3 separate regions of the Mus musculus genome follow, and all the other regions are linked to region 3. A link is a contact called in public promoter capture Hi-C data. All regions are on one chromosome and are shown on one strand. The core of a region is the stretch at or near the end of the contact, and the rest is flanking DNA. Distances in the headings are between cores, read along the strand shown.

Region 1 (4,151 bases), core at 1,150-3,649, 150 kb after region 3:
TATTTTTGTTGTTAGAGTTGGCATTCTGTTCTTGTGGCTGTCTTCTTTTTGGTTTGTTGAATGATTACTTTCTTGGTTGTTCTAGGGCGTGATTTCCGTCCTTGTATTGCTTCTTTTCTGTTATTATCCTTTGAAGGGCTGGATTCGTGGAAAGATATTGTGTGAACTTGGTTTTGTCGTGGAATACTTTGGTTTCTCCATCTATGGTAATTGAGAGTTTGGCCGGGTATAGTAGCCTGGGCTGGCATTTGTGTTCTCTTAGTGTCTGTATAACATCTGTCCAGGCTCTTCTGGCTTTCATAGTCTCTGGTGAAAAGTCTGGTGTAATTCTGATAGGCCTTCCTTTATATGTTACTTGACCTTTCTCCCTTACTGCTTTTAATATTCTATCTTTATTTAGTGCATTTGTTGTTCTGATTATTATGTGTCGGGAGGAATTTCTTTTCTGGTCCAGTCTATTTGGAGTTCTGTATGCTTCTTGTATGATCATGGGCATCTCTTTTTTTATGTTTGGGAAGTTTTCTTCTATTATTTTGTTGAAGATATTAGCTGGCCCTTTAAGTTGAAAATCTTCATTCTCATCAATTCCTATTATCCGTAGGTTTGGTCTTCTCATTGTGTCCTGGATTACCTGGATGTTTTGAGTTAGGATCCTTTTGCATTTTGTATTTTCTTTGACTGTTGTGTCGATGTTCTCTATGGAATCTTCTGCACCTGAGATTCTCTCTTCCATTTCTTGTATTCTGTTGCTGATGCTCGCATCTATGGTTCCAGATCTCTTTCCTAGGGTTTCTATCTCCAGCGTTGCCTCGCTTTGGGTTTTCTTTATTGTGTCTACTTCCCCTTTTAGTTCTAGTATGGTTTTGTTCATTTCCATCACCTGTTTGGCTGTGTTTTCCTGCTTTTCTTTAAGAGCCTGTAACTCTTTAGCAGTGCTCTCCTGTAAATCTTTAAGTGACTTATGAAAGTCCTTCTTGATGTCCTCTATCATCATCATGAGAAATGTTTTTAAATCTGGGTCTAGATTTTCGGTTGTGTTGGGGTGCCCAGGACTAGGTGGGGTGGGAGTGCTGCGTTCTGATGATGGTGAGTGGTCTTGATTTCTGTTAGTAGGATTCTTACGTTTGCCTTTCGCCATCTGGTAATCTCTGAAGCTAGCTGTTTTAGTTGTCACTGTTAAGAGCTTGTTCTTCAGGTGACTCTGTTAGCCTCTATGAGCAGACCTGGAGGGTAGCACTCTCCTTAGTTTCAGTGGGCAGAGTATTCTCTGCAGGCAAGCTCTCTTCTTGCAAGGCAGGTACCCAGATATCTGGTGTTCGAACCAGACTCCTGGCAGAAGTTGTGTTCCACTCACTAGAGGTCTTAGGATCACGTGTGGAATCCTGTGTGGGCCCTTGCGGGTGTCAGGCGACTCAGCTGGCAAGGTAGCCGGGGCTCGAGTGGAGTGGAAGGGGTTTGTGCCCCAGATCAAGCCCGGGTAGCCTGCTTCCCTATGTACCGCAGTCTCAAGTTCCACGCGATTGGATTGGGGTAGGCGCTGTGTTCCACTCACCAAAGGTCTTAGGGTCCCGTGGGGAGTCCCGTGTGGGCCCTTGCGGGTGTTGGGCAAGACTCTGCTGTCAAGGTAGCCCGGGGCTCGAGTCTCGAGTCGAGCGGAAGGGACTTGTGCCCCAGATCAGGCCCGGGTAGCCTGCTTCCCTATGTACCGCAGTCTCGAGTTCCGTGCGATTGGATTGGGGCAGGCACTGTGATCCACTCACCAGAGGTCTTAGGGTCCCGTGGGGAGTCCTGTGTGGACCCTTGCGGGTGTTGGGCAAGACTCTGCTGGCAAGGTAGCCCGGGGCTCGAGTCTCGAGTCGAGCGGAAGCCAGTCAGTTCTTTTAACCACTGAGAACTCAGGACCTCTGGAAGAACAGTCAGTTCTTTTAACCACTGAGCCATCGCTCTAGCCCCGGTCCTCAAAGTTTAAAGTGTTTTTAGATTCACATTGTGGAAGGTTTGAACTTTGAAAATCCAGCTGGCAGGTCTCTTAGAGTAGAGATTCATCTGTGTGTGTGCATGTGTGTGTGTGTGTGTGTGTGTGTGTGTCCTCTGTCACTTTGAACCTTGGACTTAGAACAGGGCTCAAGCCACACTTGGAAAACACATATGACTCTTGGCTGTTTGATTCATTCCTGGAATTGTAAAAAAAAAAAAAAAACAATTAAAATAACTTCAGATGGAAATATTCCCACCATGGACCTGTAGTTTCTACAGATTTGAACCATGCAATAAGCCCGTGTAATTAGTGATGGTATGTAAAAAGAGGAGAGCTGGAACACAGTCACACCCAGAAAGGAGGGAGAAGGCATTCCCAGGATCATCAGGATAGCAGAGGTCAAATGTCAAAAGTAGATGGGAGAGGCCTGAGTCACAAGGAGAGAAGGCAGGCCTGGGTGTGAGCGCCATAGCCCTAGGAAGCTTTGTGACCCTGGAAGGCCCCTTTTCAGTTGTACTGCAGGCATCAATGCCTTTCCTCCCTAAGGATGGAGGTAGGCAAGACACAGCCAGCTGTTGAGGAAGCCCAGGGCACAGGACAATGGGCTGTTTGCCTTGCAAGGCTTGAGATAACTGGTTGGTCACCAGGTGGGTGAGCTGGGACCTAAGAGGGCCTATCTGTTGTTTCCCTTCACAGGGCCGAACTTGGCACAGACAGCCCCTTCATTCTCTAGTGTTCTGAAGGACAGTGTTGTCATTGAGGGCCAGGATTTTGTGCTACGGTGCTCAGTGCAGGGGACTCCAGCACCCCGGGTCACGTGGCTGCTCAATGGTGAGTTTCCCCTTGCTCCAGTCCCTGTGCAACTGAGTTCACTTGTCACTCCGAACCATATGTGCCTCAGAAGGGCAGAGAAGGGAAGACGTGGGAACTGGCTCGGCTGTTTGCTAGCTGGCCTGGCTCATCTGCTCTTTGGGAATACTGCTGCCAGCCTGGCAGGGCAGCTAGGAGAACTCACTTCCTTCACATGTATAAAGTGGGAGGGTGAGATACCTGCCCAAAGATACGTATGCAGCTCAATTTCATATCTTATGATTAGACTCCTAAGAGAGCATCGATAGGCGTTTATTGAGTTGATAAATGAACATGCAGATGGATAACCCAGTGACCCACGTTAGAAAGTAGCCAAGGAATTTGACCTTTTATCGAGGGGCAGGTGGATCTAGAATAAAAACTAGTGATTCATTATGATGTTAATTGTAATTCTATAATTAAGTAAAGCTCTCTGACTTTTGTTTTGTTTTTGAGACAGGGTCTCTCTATGTAGCCCTGGTTGTCCTGAAATTTACTGTGTAGAAGAGGCTAGCCATGAACTCAGAGATATCTGCCTGCCTCTGCTTCCAAGTGCTGGGATTAAAAGTGTGTCCCATCACTGCCTGGCATAAGTAATAACTCTTTGAAAAAATAATTAACAAATATTCTCACCCTTCTCCTCTTTTGAGGGTCTTCTAATTTTTAATTTTTAATTTAAATTTAAGTGTGGGAGACTGACTTTAAAACTGGGAACAGTCTGTTCAGTGGGCATAGCTGGGCAGAGGCTGTTGGTAAGAAACCTTAGGGACCTGCTAAGAGGGGACTCTCCAGCCCAGAGTCATCAGATAACTGATCTTCTGATTTGGAGGCAGAGAGCTTGTGATCTTAGCCAGTTCTTGCATCTTACAGCACAAGCCTCATAAGAGGCAGCACCCACCGCTTGTCACCAAGTAGTCCCCAGGTGTGTCATCGTCCTGACCCTTTGCTGTAAGCCTCGGTATCACCACAGTTCTTTCAGGCTTTGCCAGGGAGTGAGTGCGAGCACGTGTTGTACGAACTCCCTCCAGTTAGCTTCGGTAGATAGGTGAGAACTGCAGTCTACCCCTCACCCATGGACAGAGCCTGGGACTGAGGGCAAGGACCCAGCCTGCTTGCAGCTAGAGCCGGGTGTGAGCCTAAGGGCCAATCATGGGTCTGAGTGAGAGCTTCACTTTGACCGGGCAAAGCTAAACAAGGGTCAATGAGCATTTCCTCCGGAGAGCCAGTTTGTAAATCCTTCCAGGTGTCCAGGGTACATACCTCTGTACCAACTAACCAACTCCACCGCTGTGGCGTAAAGACAGCAGACTGTGGAAAGTTTATG
Region 2 (4,595 bases), core at 915-3,414, 250 kb after region 3:
AACTCCAATTCCAGAACCTTGGCTCCCCCAGAAATAGGGGGCTCTGTCTCAGAGCAGCCAAGGGAATGTGCAGCAGGACAGAGAGGACTAGAGTGGGCTATCCAGGGGGAGAGAGCATGAGGCACATGTGTCCATGCCAACTCCAGAAGGAACCTTGTAACAACTCCCCTATTCTGATAAAAGGTCCCCAAAACAGGGAATTAACCTGGTAACAAATCTCTCCTTGCAGGACTAAGTGGGGCACAGGTATCTAATCATACCATTGGTCTTTGGGTAAAGTTCTGAAAGAAGGCGTGTTTTCAGTTCATACTGAAAGCCTAGTGCCAAGCTATGTATGTGAAGTGTAGCAATTGGGGTGAGTTTGGGAGGATAGCAGGGCTTCTGTCTGCTAACTAGATGTAAAAGGCTGGGCGTGGGAGTGGGAGTAGAAAGAAGAGTGGGAATTAACAGCCTAAAGTTAGATGCATTTATTTTCTAGAAACTGCAGAGACCCCAGAAATGTGTATAAAAATAAAGGGGAAAAATATTAGAGTCTGCTCTATATTTTAATATAGATACATGAATACAGAGTGCTCTATATTTTAATATAGAAATAATACAGACTGCTTATATTTTAATATAGAAATATAAATATAGACATCTCTTTTTTTGTTTTGTTTTGTTTTGTTTTTTGAGACAGGGTTTCTCTGTATAGCCCTGGCTGTCCTGGAACTCAATTTGTAGACCATGCTAGCCTCGAACTCAGAAATCCACCTGCCTCTGCCTTCCAAGTGCTGGGATTAAAGGCGTGCACCACCACTCCCAGTTAAATATAGACAACTCTTGGCCATCATATACTTGTCAGAGGCCCTGTCATCCTCAGGCTGTTTTAAAGATGTTTACAGGCTAGTGCTTGGGTGACCAGTTTGCCTAAGTTTACCGGACATCGTTTGCCATTAGCACTGAAAGACCCTAATCCTGGGAGATGAACAGTGGTGCGCCACCTGTCCTTGTCATCCTAGCTGGCTCTCCAAGAGCTAGGGAATTGGGACTATGTTCGGGAGGCCTAGACAGACTTTGCCTGCCAAGATCACAGCCTTAGCCAACCTTGTCCTCCAACAAAGAAAGCAGGCCTCTTGAAACAGGCTCAAGAACTGAAACTTGGCTCTGATGGTTTTTGTTCCAAAATTTCCAAAGGTCTCTGTGAAGCCACAATCAGGTTTCAGCTCAGGGACATGCAAGTTGACTGGACAGTGCCAACATCCTTTCTGTTGGTTTCCAGAAAGCACTTTCCAAAGAATGAATTCTGGTGTCGACCTTTTTTTTTCTTCCTTACTAAGCTCTTGCAAATACTCCCACTTAAGAAATTAAGTGAACGTCTCTGTCTGCTGGGAGTTTGTCCACATGACAGTGTCTGTGCCTAATGTGTTTGCTACTCCATCTGAAACACTGGACCTTTTGTTTGCCTCTTTCTGATAAGCTCATATTGGTAACATTAGTTACAAAATAAAACCAAGAAAGAAGAAAGGCATCATCTCTCCACAGCGTGCAGTGAATACAATCCCAACAAACCCCACTCTACCTGTCTGGAACCAGAGTCGGTGGGCTCAGGGCGGAGGGCTGGGGTGCTGCTACCCTACCCATTCCTGAGCAGGAATAAGAAATCCTTTGGGAAAACTAGAGCTACAAGAAGAGTACAAATACTGATTCTATTGAAAATCTGGACACCAGTCCTCAGAGAAGGAAGAGCTAACTTGGACAAGGTCATAGAGCAATGAGTGGTCGGAGAACTGGCCTTGCTGGGAGGAACCCTCTGGGTTCAACACTGAGCCCAGAACAAACCAGTGTGTGAGAAGGGAGGGATCAGCTGATTGGGGAGTGAGCTGCTATGATCTTGACTCCACTGAGACGGGCGCCACCTTATATCAGTTCCCAGGACAAGGTAGGTCCCCGTGAGAACAGGTGGATTTCTCACACTGCGACCTACAAAGCCATCAGCCAGACCACCGGGGGTGCCTGAGGACTTTCCCTCTGCTGGGCCAGTACCTTGTCTCTTCACCCTACCCGGGAACCCTGGGTTCTGTTCACTGTGGTAGCAGAGAGCCAGGAACATACCCACACTCTACCATGCTGTGTGCAGGAGGATATTGATGGCCAGATATCAGAGCCAGTTTGATTGTTTGTCCAAAGTGAATAAAAATAGGTTCTAACAAGGAGGGCAGAGTGCAGACTGGAAATGCAGCTACGATTGCAACAGCAGGTCTCTGCTGAAAATTCCAAGCAGTCAGAATTGTGAGGCTTCACTGAAATGTCTGAGTATGTAAAATTAATCCAGGAAGAAAGCGGTTTTGCTAGCAGAATGTGCGGTCCACACAGGAAAGGCAACATATGGGAACACAGAACTTTCACAGTACGTAGATGTTATATGGCAGATCCTTATACTGGTCAGCAAAAGTTTCACCCTCTCCTAAGTGGCCCATTTTTGGGTGTTTGTCTCAGGCACCAGCATGGACCCTGGGGAGGAACAGCTCCACTGGGCAACCATAAACTGGCGCTGGGGCCAGCCTGGGTTTCCCCTCAAATCTCTGAAGTATCTCAATCATAAACAGAACTAAATGGGACCTTGGAGACCATCCTGCCTGACCCCTTCTTAGACACAGAAGGAAACTGAAGCCTGGAGAGGTCAAGTGGCTTGCCCAAGATCAATAATACGAACACTGCTTCATTTTCCTGGACCCGTGGGGTCTGTAGTAACTGTCTCTTTGACCACTTGAAATCCTATTGCAGGCATTGTTTTATGAGGAACAGCCCCACTGGGCCCAGTCAGCAATAAGTCTTTGGAGCTGTCTCAGGCTGCAGTTGCTTTATATAAACTATCCCTTTTATGGGAGTTGAAGCACAGTATGAAAAGAGTTTTTGTCTCATGTTGACCTTGTTTAGTCACATTAACTCGCACATCAGTTCCAGAACCCATTCCATTCTCCGAACATCTTCGGACACGCTGACAGTGTGAGGAGAGAGAGGCTGGGCTCACTCCAAAGGCCCTGCATCCAGTGGCTGCTTCTCCCAGCCTGGGCTCTTCATCTCTGATCAGAACTTGCAAACTGGAACCAGGGACACCGCCTGAGTCCAACCTCCGTATCTCTTTTCCAGAAAACGGGCAATGCTGTGAGAGCCATCGGGAGACTGTCCTCTATGGCAATGATCTCAGGGCTCAGTGGCAGGAAATCTTCAACAGGGTCACCAACCAGCCCAATCAATGCGGAGAAACTAGAGTCTGAAGGTAAGGCTTTTCCCAGGCACTCGTGAGAGGGGAAGAGTTGCGAGTAGAGGAACATTTATGCTCTACAGTGATAAATTCAGAAAGACTTTTTGGGTTTCCCTGACAACTATTAACTCTGGTAATTATTCTTTAATTGTTAACTATTTTCAGAGCAAAGGCTATTATTTGTTTGCTAGAACCAGATTATCGGCTTCTTTTGCCTAAATTTTGTGGAAGACTTAAGGAAGCCTTTATTAAGATCTTTCTTTCTTTTTTTTCTTTATTATAAAGGAGATTTTTTTGTATACCGATAGACAAGAATAAATAAAATAAAATCACATATGGTTACATAACATTTTAAAAATACCCTTCCAACTTCTGCTGCCTTATGTTTTTGTTTTAAAGAAAAATTAACTTGTACAGGGCAGATTCCATGACAGCATTTATACAGCTGAAATATGTGAAATCTGTGTGGCCTGGACAGACTGGTCAGTAGGCCCCTCCTGGGACTGATGTGGCTCCTTGCCGCCACATGCAAAATGCTACCTCGGCCATCTCCGCAGCGAAGGCCTTGGCCTTTGGTGTTTTAGACAGACATGTGAAGACCCTCATCTTCTCGAGGCAGACGCCCCTCATGCCCATTGTGAAGATGATTTGGTACCTCCGGGTGGGGAAGTGAGTCTAGAAGTGCTTTGTGCACAAGGTAGGGTCGTTGGCTGTTCTAGAGCATTCTCTCAGCTCCCAACAGTCTGCAGTGCCTCTGCTGCTCCTCCAGGTGTGCCAGAAATTGTCTGAAGGGACAGGAGGGGACGCAAAACCTCCTCCGGGGCTTGGTTTTTCCCTGGACGTATCCCACATCCTGGTCTGGAGCTGGGTACCTTGAACGCTATATAGGTACGGAAAAGCCACTCTGGCCAGTTCCGGGTGTCGTGGAGCTTTCTCGGGAGCTGGTGATAGACCTGCCGCAACAGAAGGCCAGGCACCAAGATCAGAAAAGGAGTAGCTTCTGTCCTCACACCCTCAACCGAATCCTGAAGTCCGAGAAGTTCAGCCAAAAAATCCTTTTTCAAGATGACTTTCTTTTTCAGTGTGTCAGCATCGGGGAAGAGGGAGGCTGAGCAGTTCCCTGTTTTGGGCACAGTGCTCTCTGCTGCCAGAAACCATTTGGCAGCAGGCCAGTTCATCCCCAGGAGAAAGACGTGCTATGATTCACTTCCCTAAGCAGCACTATTTGCTAAATTATAGAAACTTTAAGGGGGAGGGGAGAGAGAGAGAAAGGGAGGGAGGGAGGGAAGGAAGGAAGGAAGGAAGGAAGGAAGGAAGGAAGGAAGGAAGGAAGGAAGGAAGGAAGGAA
Region 3 (4,152 bases), core at 1,207-3,706:
GGACATGCATGGGAGCTTTTGTATCAAGATGAAGGGATCATACAGCTTGCAGAAACACCCTACTGTGCTACAGGTCCGCACTAGACACTCGTCTCTTGTGTGTGTGTGTGTGTGTGTGTGTGTGTGTGTGTGTGTGTGTGAAAGAGAGGAGGTACTAGGGTGACACTATGATTGGCCAGTGGAGGAAGAGGGTAGCTGGGGTAGAGGTAAGGGTACACCTGGGCAGTGCTCATGACAGAGCTCAGATCCTCAGAGTAGGTTCTGTGTGTGAGATTCCAGACCCCTTCCACCAGAAGCTGTTTCCCAGGCGCTGGATCTCAGAGAACATGTATGAAATCAGGACTTTGGGATATTTGCTGACCTAACTCGTAAGACCAGGTAGGCCTACCTGGAACATAGTAGACAGACAGCTGTAGTCACTACAGAGCAGGGAGGAATCTTCAAAGAAGGCTTGTCTGGCCAGGTGTAAGGAGTCACGGGTCACAGGTCACAGGTCACAGGTCACAGGCCTTTGCAAGGTACTTGGTAGAAGAAGAGTGTTGGTCCTGACGCGTAAGTCTCTTCAGTGCATTCTCTGGGAACACCAAGGACTCCCTCTCAAGAAACACCCCTTGATCCCCCCCCCTTTGATGTATAAGATGAATGGCTACACATCTTTATTTAGTCCCATATTTTTCCCTGTGAAAGGCACCTAGTTGGTTTGTTGTTTCTTTGTTAAAGAGACTCACACAGTAGGGATTTAAGAATGAAGCATTGCAGTCAACACAGGAGTCTCGTTTAGTCTCTTTCTGAGAAAAATGTTTTGCAGTGCACACACATTATTCGTTCATAAAAGCCTCCTGTTGGTCGGGCAGTGGTGACGCATGCTTTTAATCCTAGCACTCTGGAGGCAGAGGCAGGAGGCTCCCTGTGAGTTCAGAGGCCAGCCTGGTCAACATAGCAAGTCTTAGGACAGCCAGAACTACATAGAGAGACCTTGCTAAAACAAAACAAACCACCTAGACAAACAAATAAACAACACAAAACCCCTCACCTTCTGTCCTTTCTGCAAAGCTAGTGGAATTTAGAGAACAACACTGTATAAAGTAATGTTTTCCAACAATAGAGACATTCAATATAGAGCAATTAAAAATGTTTTGAGAGTATAATTACATTTCCCCTTTCCCTTTGCTCTCTCTAAATATTCCCCACTTTTCTCTCCTTCAAATCCATGGCCTCTTTTTTCATGAATTATTAGTAGATACATATGATATGTGCATATATACACATATGCACACACACAATCTGTTGAACCTTTCCCTGCCCTCCACCTCTGGCCAACAAGGGGTATGCACAGAAGCCAAGAGGTGGGATCCATTTGCATGGAAGACTTACACACATAGATGCTTGGGTCCCAGTAGGATCAACTGGTTGTCATGGGGGCTCAGAACCAAAGAATTATCAAGCAGTCATCCAGTCTGAAGACAGAGCAATGTCACTGCAGTGAGCCCCGGTGTCACGTGACTTCTTTCCTTTCCCTTTGCTCTCTCAGCCTCCTGTCCCAAGGAGTCCTGAGGTGCCAGGCAGCAAGCTGCCTGTCCGTCACATATCTCCCACATCTCCCATTTTGCAGGTGCCTTTCATTATTCCGATTTGAATTTTAGCTGCCAACCTCTTCCTCCAGGTAAAGCTCACAGGGTGAGTAAGCGCTGCTCTTACATGCACGTGCTCAGGGCTGTTGGACCTGGTTTGTCACCACAGGCCAGGAGGTCATCCTTTCTGCCTTGGTACCTGCACCTCAGATGCCAGGCTGTCGAGTTGTGGCATGACAGGCGGGGCTGGGGCACAGGCCGGGTCAGCAGGAATTGCTGCTTGCAGCTCAGGGACTGAGGGAGGCTGACTTTTCAGCTGCTCCCTGGGATCTTCTTTTCAGTGTCCTCCTGCTCACTGTCCCTGGGTGTCTGAGGGCGAATGCTCACAATGGGAACCCCACTAGGGAGCTCTGGGAATTTCTGTGTAGATCCAGCTTCTCGAATTTCCCAGCGCTGTCCCCTCCCCCACTCCTGGTAGGTCTGTGCCCCTCCCTCCTATTCTGCCCACCCTGGGCTCTGCTGCTCTGCTCCTCCCTCCTGGGTCTCAGTGCACAGCCCTCTGGAGACCCAAAGCCCCCGGGACAAAGGAGAGGGGATGAGGAGAGGATTTCCTTTCTTTCAGATCTGCAGCTTGATTTTCCCTCTAGCTCTGAGCCCTTAGATCTAATGTTAATTTGTTAAGCCAGGGCCTTATAAATTACTTCTCATATTCGTCAGAGAACACTGGTAATTTGGGCACATATTGAGGTTTAAAAAAATGCAGCTGTGGTGTACCTTTTGTTTCCAGAAATTAATGATTTTTTTTTTTTTTTTGTTAAAGTACAGGTAGTTCTTCAGAAAACTGGCAGGAGGCAGGTGAATTTTGAACTTTAACCATACATTCAGATCTGTCCTGTCCTGTTTACTGGCTGGGTGTTCTCGGGGAACAGTAGTGTCTTTATTTGACCATGAAAGGGCAGTTTCAAAAATTAAATTGCCAAGGCTGTAGTAATTCAGTCACTGAAGTGCTTGCCTCCCAAGTGTGAAAACTTGCGTTTCATTTCCAGAAGCCATGTTTAAAAAAAAAAAAAAAAAACAGCCTTGGTGGCACAGGCCCATAATCTCAGCCCTGGGAAGGCAGAGGCTGGCGATCCCTAGGGTTCATGGCCAGCCTGTCTAGTAACCAGCCACCTACTAGGTGATCTTCAGGTCTGTGAGATTTTCTATCTCAAAATAACAAGGCAGATAGGTGGCTCCTGAGAAGAGACACCTAGAGTTGACTTTTAGCTTCCACATATATGCATGCATGCCAGTTCGTGTTCATCCATACATACATGCTTAACTACCGGATGGAAAATAGGGAAATCATTATTATAACCTACTGAGTCACAGCATTCATCATGCCCATGGAATAACTATAAATGAGCCAGCAAACATAATTAGCTACCTACTCTCCACTACGTTGTGTGGATGAGCATAAAGCCAAGGGTCTTAGCCCTTCTAGACTTGGGTCTGTATGAGGACACAGTTGCCATGAATGAAGTAAAAAGAAAACAGGAATGACGCAGAACTTAAAAGTGTGCAAAGCAGCAAGAAGCTCAGGGCCTGCTGTGGTGGGGAAGGCCTCAGACACAGGAAGAGAGCAGGGGGATGTGTGCTGGGAGAGAGGGCCAGGAACTCTTGGCTCCATGTCTGCAAGGGCTCAGCCCCTTCTCAGCTGGCACCTGGTGGGACACCTTTGACCCCGTGCTGTTCCCCCAGCCATGCCTGTCTGCTTCTCCTGAGATTTATTTCCTGAATGATTTTCATTTCTGGGCTTGTTTTCTTTCTGCCCAGAGTATTCCAGGCGTGAATTCAATTTTATGCTGAATCGAAAATAATGAGAGGGAATTCTATGGCTTCAGCAAAGGCTCCGTCCCATGGAAGTCTGGTGGTTTCTGGGGGCTCTGTTCTCTCTTCTCGTGCTTCGTTTGTCGCTCTAAACTGCTGAGCACTGGACTAATGGAGACATGCCCACATGAGTTTGCAGGAGCAAGGAGGCATAAGAAGCACCGTGGTGAACTGAATCACCCACAGTTTTCATCTCCCATCTGTGCTGATAGAAGACTGTGATGGGCTGGGATGACCAATGTCTTCTCCTAAAACAGAGGAATGGGCACAGACTGGCCCTATTGTCTCTTCTAGTTGGAGCCCTAGAGTCCTTAAAAGTCACCCTCCCTAATTTGCTTTACTTTAAATTGTTATTTAGCTTTGGTGGTATGGGTGTTTTGTCTGCATGTGTCTATATATATAGAATGCATGCTGTGCCCACGGAGGCCAGAAGAGGGCATTGGATTCCCAGAACTGCAGTTAGAGATTGTTGTTAGCTGCTAAGTGTGTGCTGGGATTGAAGTCTGATCCTCTGAAAGAGCAGCCAGTATTCTTAATGCCCGAGGCATCTTTCCAGCCTCTGCTTTGTGAGTCTTAAAGCACAGTCTGACCATGCCACCCCATCTTCAGAAACCTCTGCTAGTTCTGGTCCCTTGGAATAATCTCACCTAGAAATTCAGAAACACCCCACCCCCACCCCCACCCCCACCCCCACCCAGCCCCGTGTCTCTCC

Evidence for each region. Promoter capture Hi-C pulls out the DNA fragments that hold promoters and counts their contacts. Capture Hi-C pulls out chosen DNA fragments and counts their contacts.
Region 1: a contact with region 3 is called in a promoter capture Hi-C map of liver. The contact joins two enhancer-like sites. A contact is called at or near these places in 8 of 39 promoter capture datasets (the 3T3-L1 cell line, 3T3-L1-derived adipocytes, cranial neural crest and 3 more), 6 of 484 Hi-C or Micro-C datasets (the C2C12 cell line, liver, myocytes and 2 more) and 1 of 9 other capture datasets (pancreatic islet).
Region 2: a contact with region 3 is called in a promoter capture Hi-C map of liver. The contact joins two enhancer-like sites. A contact is called at or near these places in 3 of 39 promoter capture datasets (the 3T3-L1 cell line and liver) and 2 of 9 other capture datasets (adipose tissue and liver).

What each region holds. Positions count from the first base shown.
Region 1 is chr16:34,892,137-34,896,287 of GRCm38.p6, forward strand. It overlaps Mylk (myosin, light polypeptide kinase), which reads left to right. Exons shown (of 32, transcript NM_139300.3): 10 at 2,675-2,809. Among named protein-coding and RNA genes, the nearest start is that of 1700119H24Rik, 45 kb to the right of the region's middle. Within about 2 kb of position 2,400, at least 5 of the 459 cell types and tissues checked have an H3K27ac peak or open chromatin away from gene starts, as enhancers often do. A contact at or near this core is called in liver, where this site is marked.
Region 2 is chr16:34,991,942-34,996,536 of GRCm38.p6, forward strand. It overlaps Mylk (myosin, light polypeptide kinase), which reads left to right. Exons shown (of 32, transcript NM_139300.3): 30 at 3,133-3,262. Among named protein-coding and RNA genes, the nearest start is that of Hacd2, 28 kb to the right of the region's middle. Within about 2 kb of position 2,165, at least 30 of the 459 cell types and tissues checked have an H3K27ac peak or open chromatin away from gene starts, as enhancers often do. A contact at or near this core is called in liver, where this site is marked.
Region 3 is chr16:34,746,510-34,750,661 of GRCm38.p6, forward strand. It overlaps a transcript of Mylk not described here. Among named protein-coding and RNA genes, the nearest start is that of Mylk, 36 kb to the right of the region's middle. Within about 2 kb of position 2,457, at least 13 of the 459 cell types and tissues checked have an H3K27ac peak or open chromatin away from gene starts, as enhancers often do. A contact at or near this core is called in liver, where this site is marked.